Linked DNA regions of Sus scrofa: regions 2 and 3 are each linked to region 1. Evidence: chromatin contacts called from public Hi-C and HiChIP or PLAC-seq data. All regions are on one chromosome and are shown on one strand. The core of a region is the stretch at or near the end of the contact, and the rest is flanking DNA. Distances in the headings are between cores, read along the strand shown. Region 1 holds the start of PIK3R2 (phosphatidylinositol 3-kinase regulatory subunit beta). Region 2 holds the start of LSM4 (U6 snRNA-associated Sm-like protein LSm4). Region 3 holds the start of LRRC25 (leucine-rich repeat-containing protein 25).

Evidence for each region. Hi-C and Micro-C count contacts between places; a contact is called where the count stands out from the background. HiChIP or PLAC-seq counts read pairs in DNA pulled down with a chosen protein or histone mark.
Region 2: a contact with region 1 is called in a Hi-C map of skeletal muscle, with 4 times the contacts expected there. The contact joins the promoter of LSM4 here to the promoter of PIK3R2 in region 1. A contact is called at or near these places in 2 of 47 Hi-C or Micro-C datasets (liver and skeletal muscle) and 2 of 2 datasets of contacts at active chromatin or transcription factors (alveolar macrophages and skeletal muscle).
Region 3: an H3K27ac HiChIP or PLAC-seq map of alveolar macrophages shows a contact between it and region 1. The contact joins the promoter of LRRC25 here to the promoter of PIK3R2 in region 1. A contact is called at or near these places in 1 of 5 promoter capture datasets (fetal skeletal muscle), 1 of 47 Hi-C or Micro-C datasets (embryonic fibroblasts) and 1 of 2 datasets of contacts at active chromatin or transcription factors (alveolar macrophages).

What each region holds. Positions count from the first base shown.
Region 1 is chr2:59,650,752-59,653,451 of Sscrofa11.1, reverse strand. It overlaps PIK3R2 (phosphatidylinositol 3-kinase regulatory subunit beta), which reads left to right and starts at 1,377. Exons shown (of 16, transcript XM_021083506.1): 1 at 1,377-1,514. MAST3 (microtubule-associated serine/threonine-protein kinase 3) reads left to right here. Exons shown (of 28, transcript XM_021083495.1): 28 at 1-552.
Region 2 is chr2:59,498,211-59,500,910 of Sscrofa11.1, reverse strand. LSM4 (U6 snRNA-associated Sm-like protein LSm4) reads right to left here and starts at 1,351. Exons shown (of 5, transcript XM_021083528.1): 1 at 1,233-1,351. The coding sequence starts at 1,235.
Region 3 is chr2:59,399,764-59,402,618 of Sscrofa11.1, reverse strand. It overlaps LRRC25 (leucine-rich repeat-containing protein 25), which reads right to left and starts at 1,407. Exons shown (of 3, transcript XM_021083527.1): 1 at 1,194-1,407; 2 at 1-628. The coding sequence starts at 619.

The DNA.
Region 1 (2,700 bases), core at 128-2,627:
TCATGCAGCCAGGCTCTGTCTCTCTGGAGCTTGGATCTAATGTCAGAGCAGATTCCAGCTCTCTCCCCTGTGATGCTAAGTGACCCACTGGGCACCTCAGAGCCTCCCTTTCTCCCATTTGTGGGTTGTTAGCAAGATCTCTGTGTCCTACGTGGTGAGGGCACTTTCCAGGCACTGCAGCCCAGTCTGCATTCCTTCTGGAGACACCCATGCAGCACCACCTAGTGTTGGAGCTAGACCAAGGCTGTGCATGACTTGCTCCCGCCTTCCACCCCGGAGCTGACAGTGAATAAAAGCCCACATTTACAAAAAGGAGGTCCAATGTCTGGATTTGTGAGGGGCCAAGAAAAGGGTAAGGGAAGAGTGGGGTGGAGGCGGGATGAAAACAGACCCGTGGCTCAAAGTCACTTGAAGTGGGTTTTGAAGGCTGCTGGGAGTTCATCATTGAGCTGCCCTCTCCGTGTACCCATCAGAGTACCCATCAGAGGCTCTGTCCTTCAGGGCTTCGTCTGGGGCCCCGAAGCTGTGGCAATAAATAAACCATCTGTGTCCTTTTTATATTAGTCTTTGCTTGGGCTGTCCCCTACAATTCTCCTCACCCCCTTCGGAACCCAGACCAGCCCGAGTGCCTTCGGTTACCTCCGAAGTAACCCGTAGGGTCGGAAACCCTTGGCCACGCCTCCCGATTCCGAGTGTCTTGGCTATTTCCGGAAACAGCCTGGGCATCTGGGCAGGCACTGGGTTAGTTATCCCTACCGGCGAGTTGATTCAGCTGTTCCCGGATCCTCTGGGCTACCGTGAAGACCTCAGATTTCAACCCCGGCTTCTTCTGGGCCATCAGCTTGTTTCCTGAAAAGCTCAGGTTTCTGTGGCTAGCCCCTTCCCCCATCTCCGCCACCTCCAGTTTCTTGAATTTGGGGCCACCTCACCCGCCCTTTGGAGATGTCCATGCTTCGACAGTTTCAGGAAGGTGCCTTTGGATCTAAGTTCCTAGGGCCTCATTTGGGACCGAACACACTTGGTTCTTGACAAACTTTCCGAAGTCTCCAGGCCCATCCCCTGTTCGGCTAGTCCAGCTAGAGCGCGCTCGGGCCATTTCCGGAATCGCTCGGTCTTCTCTGAGAGCAGCCGAGCCTAGCCAACCCGAGCTCGGGTCGCTCACCTGACCCGATTGTGCTCGGTTATTTCCGGAAGTGATCGGTTATCCCGGGGCAAACACCCCCGTACCCTCCAGTCCCGCGGGAGTACGTTCGGCTCTTTCCGGAAGCACTCGGGTGTCCCCAGCCTCCGCCTCCGCTTCGTTTCACCCGCCTTACCCGAATACACTCGGCTGTTTCCGCCGGAGGCGGGCCCGACCGATCGGAACCGCGGCGGCGGCGGCGGCGGCGGCGGCGGCGGCGGCGGCGGCGGCGGGGATCCCGCGGCTGCGGCGACGGCGGCCGCGGTGTAGCCACGGATCGGGCTCGGCTCGGCGTGACGGCTGCCGCGGCGGCGGCGGAGGCGGCCGCGACCAGGTAAGTCCAGGCTGGTCCGCGTGGCAGGCCGGGCAAAGGGTGCGCTTAAATGCAGGGCGCCCAAGCAGAGCGTGGGGCCACGGTTGAAGCCAGAACGCAAGCCGGGCTGCATCGGGCCCCGCGGGAACAGGGGGCCGCAGGGAGCGGGAGGCCTCAGGCTCGATCTGGCTGCGGTGCATCATCCGAGACAAGACGATGGGGGCAGTACGGGAGACCCTAGGCAGAGATAAAGGGTTGGAGCCGCGGCCCTGAATTGAGAGAGGCCCTGCCAGGAGTAGGGCGTCGAGTAGTAATGAGGGGCGCCCAGGCATTGTGTGGGGCATAGTAGGGTGCAAGACAGTAGAGGGTCGACTCCACTTCCGGCCCCTGGACTGGTCTGCGGGGTCCACGCAGGCTCAAAAGTGCGTCTTCACACGCATGAGCACGCAGGCCCTGTGTCCAGCCTCCAAGCCCCCAGCCAGGACTGTCCCCTCCACCCCGCCTCTTGGATTCGAGGTTCGAGGAGCGCTGGTTCCCAGGCGTGCTCACCGGGGCATGTGCAAACGTGTGCACGCCAGGGCGCGGAGGCGGGCAGACAAACGGATTCAGGAGGTTTCTTGGACGTCCCTCTCGCTGGGCCTCAGTTTCCCCACCTGTACAGTGGGGGCACAGGGGCCAGGGAACAGGTAAGTTGGAATGTAGAGCTTTTGCTCCGTGCTCAGATACCTCTTGCCGCTCCGCGTGATCGAAGAATAAAGCCTGACTCTCTGTCTGGCACTCGAGGCCTTGCGTGTTCTGAGGCTTCCTTAAGGCACCCTGAACTCTTGGCAAGCATTTCTTGCAGTCAAGCCTTTGCATGTACTGTTCCCTCTGGCTAATACCCCCTCCTGTCCTCTGTGAGGACCCGCCCTCCAGAAAACACCACCCCTCCCCACCACCATCCCCAACCTCTCAGGAGAACTCAACCTGCAGGGCTGAGATTGGATGTCTGTGCTGGGCTGTGTCTGCCTGAGACTGAGGGCTCTTGGGAGGTGATCATTGCCCTTCCAGCAGCCTCCCCCTTGGCAGCAGCCATGCCCCACCCCCATGTACCCCTTGCTGGCTCCATGGGGACAAGGTCCTCTGGGCCTCCTACCCATCCTCTCATGTGTTGAGTACCTCCTGTGGCCCCCAAACTGAGCCATGTCAGGACTCCTGTCCCCTTCTC
Region 2 (2,700 bases), core at 102-2,601, 150 kb after region 1:
GGATCAAACCCCCAACCTCATGGTTATTACTCGGATTCGTTTCTGCTGTGCCACAATGGAAACTTCCACAACTGGATTTAATGGTGTCCTGAGGTTCCCAACTCAGGAAGCTGCTGATCACCCACTCCCTCACCCAGACCTTGGCTTGGCTTCCGCCCCACCCCGACCACAAGGAACAGGCAGTGTGTAATGCCTTAGCCACTCCTGAACACAGACTTTGCACAGACACTGTTCTAGGCTCTGGCAATATATGAGGATAAAACAGAGATCCTATCTCCATGGAGCTTAACAAATGGATTCTTCCACAGACCAACTCTACCCTCCAGAGAGACGAACAGAGAGAACGAAGCTGCTCCCTTCTCTCCATCCCTACAATGACCAGAAGAATTACTGAACCCTCATGGTCAGCTCCGAAAAATGTGCAGCGACCATCTTAGAGGACTCGAGGGCTGATGGGCCAGGTTCTCTCCCAGCTCAATTCCTCTGTGTGGGCCTCCATTTCCCTGTCTGTCACTCACTGGGGACACAGGCACGCTGGTTTAGATCTCCAATTTCCACAACTTGTGAGATGGCATGGCCCTGGGGAGACTTCCTGCCAGGGCCTCGATTTTTTTGTTTTCTAAACTGGGATACGGTTAGCCCATCCATGGCTGAAAACGCCCCCCCTTCCCCTGGAACCATATGCTGTGTGACCCCGGAAGAAGTTAACCTTGCTTTGGGTCTGCTTTTTAGTCTGAAAAGGAGAGGCATAAGAGGTTGCGCAGCTAGCATTCCAAGGGCAGTACAACCCCCGAAATTCCCCAGATTGGCTGAATTTGAGAAAGAAGGCCGGCCCCCTACTGCCTGGTGCTCTAGCTTTACTGTCTAGGAGGTCAGATCGGGTCGGATGCACTGGGAGCCATTTCCCCGTCCGAAAACTCACTCTGCTGCATTCACCGGGCCCTTCAGCAGGTCCCCTTCCTCTCTGGCCTCAGTTTCCCCATCTGCAAAATGGGAAGACTGCTGCCAGACTGCCATACTGTGATTTCATTTCTATCCAATCCCAAGCTCCCCCGAGACCGACGTGCTTGGTGTCCTGGGAGAAGCTCTTCCACTCTCCGGCCTGTCCTCCCCACCTTGGGCGAAGGGGCAGGACTCAAGGCCCAGATTACAGGCTGGCTCCACAACGCCCCTGAACCAACAACCGCCCCGAGGGCCCTTGGCGGCCGGCTCCCCCGTCGCACCGCCCTCACCATGGTGTCGGCGGGGACTAGGCTCGTGGGCTACTTCCGCCGCCGCCGCCGCTCACGTTCCCGCCGGTAGCTGCAGCTCTGCGCGCCACTAGGCTGAAATGGAGTGGCAGCAACGCGAGCCAGTCAGCACGAGGCTCATGGGAAGGCCAACCAATCCACGCGGAGTAAGGCGGGGCCTATTAAACACGAGGGGCGGGGCGGGCCGCGTTCCTACCGGAGAAATGAGAGAGAGAGTCGTAAAGTGCCGCTATGAGTGCTGCAAAAGGGGGCGGAGCAATGTGCGCCGGCGCAGGAGGCCTTGTGGGTAAGGGCGCCTGCGCAGGTGCAATCTTCAGTGATTTTTCCGGGCTCCACGCTGTGGGCAAAACGGGGTAGTGCCTCCAATTTCCAAATGGAGGAATGGCAGCTCTATGGTTATTGCCATGTGTCCCTTCGAGCTCCTACTCTTCTGATTCTCTTTATTGTAGTTGACCGTTGTCCAGGGCACTTCTTTTGATAGGCTAGACGTACCGGTGTGAACCTCAGTTTGCTTCCCTTTGAAATGGGCTTAATAATAGTGTCTGCTTTAGAAGGTTGCAATGAGTGCCAAGTGATTTATGCCTTGTAAAAGAAGAGTGCCCGGCACGTACTGAGCACTTGATACACGGACATGCAATAAATATTTATTGAGCATCTACTACGGGCCTCCTCCTGGAAACACAGAAGAGAATAAACCAAACAAAACTCCTGGCCCTCCTGAGGTTTAGGAGCCCACTGGGGAGGCAGACTGTAAACAAAATAGACAAATGTATTAGTTTCCTTGGGCTGCCATAACAAATGATCAAACTGGGTGGTTTTATTTTTTTATTTTTATTTGAATATTTTTTGCTTTTTAGGTCCTCACCCATGGCATATGAACGTTCCCAAGCTAGGGGTCGAATTGGATGGAGCTACAGTTGCCTACACCATAGCCATGGCAATGCAGGATCTGAGCAGCATTTGTGGCCTACACCGCAGCTTCCTTAACCCACTGATTGAGGCCAGGGATTGAACCTGAGTCCTCATGGATACCTAGTCCGGTTCCTTACTGCTGAGCAACAACAGGAACTCCAAACTGGGTGGTTTTAAACAGTAAAACTTAATCCGAAAGACTGAAATCAAAGTTTTAGCAGAGTTGGTTCTTTCTGAAGGATCTGAGGGGCAATTCATCCCATGCTTCTCTGCCAGCAATCCTTGTAGTTCTTGGCACAGATTCCTCTGTCATCACATGGTGCTTTTCTTTGTGTGTCTCTGTGTCTCAACTCTTCCTCTTTTTTTTTTTTTTTTTTTTTTGTCTTTTTGCTATTTCTTGGGCCGCTCCCGCGGCATATGGAGTTTCCCAGGCTAGGGGTTGAATCGGAGCTGTAGCCACCAGCCTACGCCAGAGCCACAGCAACGCGGGATCCGAGCCGCGTCTGCAACCTACACCACAGCTCACGGCAACGCCGGA
Region 3 (2,855 bases), core at 158-2,657, 250 kb after region 1:
GGCCCCGGCCGCTGTCCATCCGACGTCTACAGAATCTCCAAGCCAACACTGGGCCAGCAATGGCAAGCAAGAGAAACAGGCTTCCACCAACTGCCAGTGCTCCTACGGCTCCTGCAGAGAGGCCAGGGGGACAGCCTTCCTCCAAGGCAGAGAAGTTGTGCCAGGCACCAGTGGTCTTATCTAGGCACTGCAGAGGCGGCTGGCCAGAACAGTTGTCCTGCCGAATCTTGTGCCAGGAAAATAGGACACAGTTGCAATCAGCCTTCAGGGTGAGCTGACAACGTCTGGCCAGTGCCCCATCCACGTGTTCCAGTGGGTTGTTTGTCACGTCCAGGAACTTCAGCTCTCCCAGGTGGCTGAAGAAGACTGATGGGAGCTTGCGAAGGCGGTTTCCAGACAAGTCAAGGATGGTCACACTTCTGGCCTGCAGAGACTGGTTCTGAGGCAGCCAGCTCAAGTTTTGGCCACTGAAGTTCAGGCATGTGTCCGTGAACTCTCTGGTCCAGTCCACGTTCCCGGAGGACACGCACGACGTTCCCTGGGTGCCTGGATTGTGCAGCAGCAGCAGCAGCAACGGCGGCGGCGGCAACAACAGCACCCACACCAGGGAGCCCCCCATTTAAGCAACCTAGGCAGAGAGACCAGAATCCAAAGCCTAACCTCAGCCTGTGGTCGCCACCTGTTATGTGTGTGTATATATATATATATATATATATACAGCTCAGGCCACTTCTGAAGTGTTAAAACATAGCCCTTCGCTGGACGCCCCTTTGGTTGGCTCTGGCCCCCAGCCTCAGTCTCCCCTTCCGGGGAACGGGTACATAACCTGGGTGCCTCAAGGGCTCAGAAGGCAAGGAGGAGACCTGGCCCAGTCAGCCCCTTCCCCTTCTCTGAGATAAGCCACTTTGGGCTAAGTTGCCCAATTTCCTCCCCGCCCCCCAACACTCCGGGAGCCCTTGTTGGCCAGACAGGACTATATGCAAAAAGAGTGGTTGCTGGCGCAGGTGCAGCCCTGCAAAGCAGGGGAAAAAAAAAAAAAAAAAGATTGGTTGCCCTGGAAACGGCCCCGCCCCTCTGCCTTTCTTCCTGAACGACAGGCGGCTGGGAGGGAGTCATGAGCGGGGCCTGAAAGGGCCCCCCGGCTTTGGCTTGCCGCTCCTGAGCAGTTCCAAGTTCTAGTGCCTCCGTCCTACCTTTCTAGTTCCACTGGCACGGCTTTGCCTCGACCGGGCTGGAAGTCTCTGGCGCGGAGGGGCTGCGTCGTGGCTCACCTGGACACAGGGGCCAGAGCGACGGACCCTTCGGGGATCTGGATCCGCTAGGGTCTCTGGCGTTCCTCAAGCTCTGCAACCAGCAACTCAGGGGGAAGAGGAACTGGTGCCCGGGTGGAGTGCAGAGAAGAAAAATGAAGAAGACACCGAGCCCCATAGGCCTCCTCCCCGTTCCCCCTCCCCAGGCCTCTAGGACCAGAATTCTCACGAGAGGGGGAGGGGCAGCCTACTTCCCTCTTGCTGGCCCTCAGTGACTACATGGCCCCCATTAACGCCCCAACTAACTTCTACCCCATCAACTTACTTCACAATGAGTTGCATTCATATATTCATTCAACAAACATCACTCAGGAGTTCCTGTCATGGCTCAGCAGTAACAAATTTACTAGCATCCATGAGGACCCATGTTCCGTCTCTGGCCTTGCTCAGTGGGTTAAGGATCCAGGCATTGCCGTAGCTGTGGTGTAGGGCACAGAAGCGGCTCAGATGCTCTATTCCTGCCATTAAAAAAAAAAAAAGACAACCAAAAACCCCACAAACATCATCCATGCTAAGTCCCTAAGAGGCTTCAGCCCTGGCCATTTGTTCCAGGAATATCCAGTCTTGGGAGAAGACAGAACTGGACAAAGACACCCCCAGGCTGGTGGAGTCAGGTCAGGGCCAGAAGGAGGGACAGGGTGCTGGAAGACTTCCTAGAGGAGGCATTAGAATTGGGGCTTCAGGAGTTCCCGTCGTTGCTCAGTGGTTAACGAATCTGACTAGGAACCATGAGGTTGCAGGTTCGATCCCTGGCCTTGCCCAGTGGGTTGGGGATCTGGCGTTGCCATGAGCTGTGGTGTAGGTTGCAGACGCAGCTCGGATCCTGCATTGCTGTGGCTATGGTATAGGCCAGCAGCTGCAGCTCCAATTAGACCCCTAGCCTGGAAACCTCCGTATGCCCGGGTGCGGCCCTAGAAAAGACAAAAAAAGACAAAAAAAAAAAAAAAAAAAAAAAGAAGAAGAAGAAGAAGAAGAACTGGGGCTTCAGCACATGAATGGGAGTTTGCCAAGGATTCCTAAAACCTGCCTTTGACTCCCCAAGCTCCTAGCATCCCCCGCAAGTCAGAGCTCTCCTAACATATATTCATGCTTCCAGGCTGCAGGGAGATATGAGGAGGGCACCCTGTGTGAGGGGACATTGAGTCTGGAGCTTGGAATATAAATAGCAGTGGCAGCAGAAACGAATGCATTGAAGATTCCAGAGAGAAGAGAAAGCATGGCCGGCTGTGACAGTATAGTTAGGAGTGGAGCGGCTAAATGGAGGAACTGGTGACATGAGCAGGGGGACAGGCAGCACAAGCCACCAAAGCCATGCTCAGGAATGGGGCTGTATTCCCAGGGCCAGAGCAGCTTGTGAGCACTGAGTCAAAAGATTCTACTGGAGTGAGCCTGGGGTCTGGAGGTGCAGAACCTTGCAAGGAGGCCAGAGAGGGGGCCTGAGTAGGACCTAAGGGATAGCGGCAAAAGAGAGAGTGAGGAGGTAATGGATTGGGGTGGGCTGAGAGAGGGTCTCCACCTCACCGGGTCCTGGCTTCAGGCAGAGCG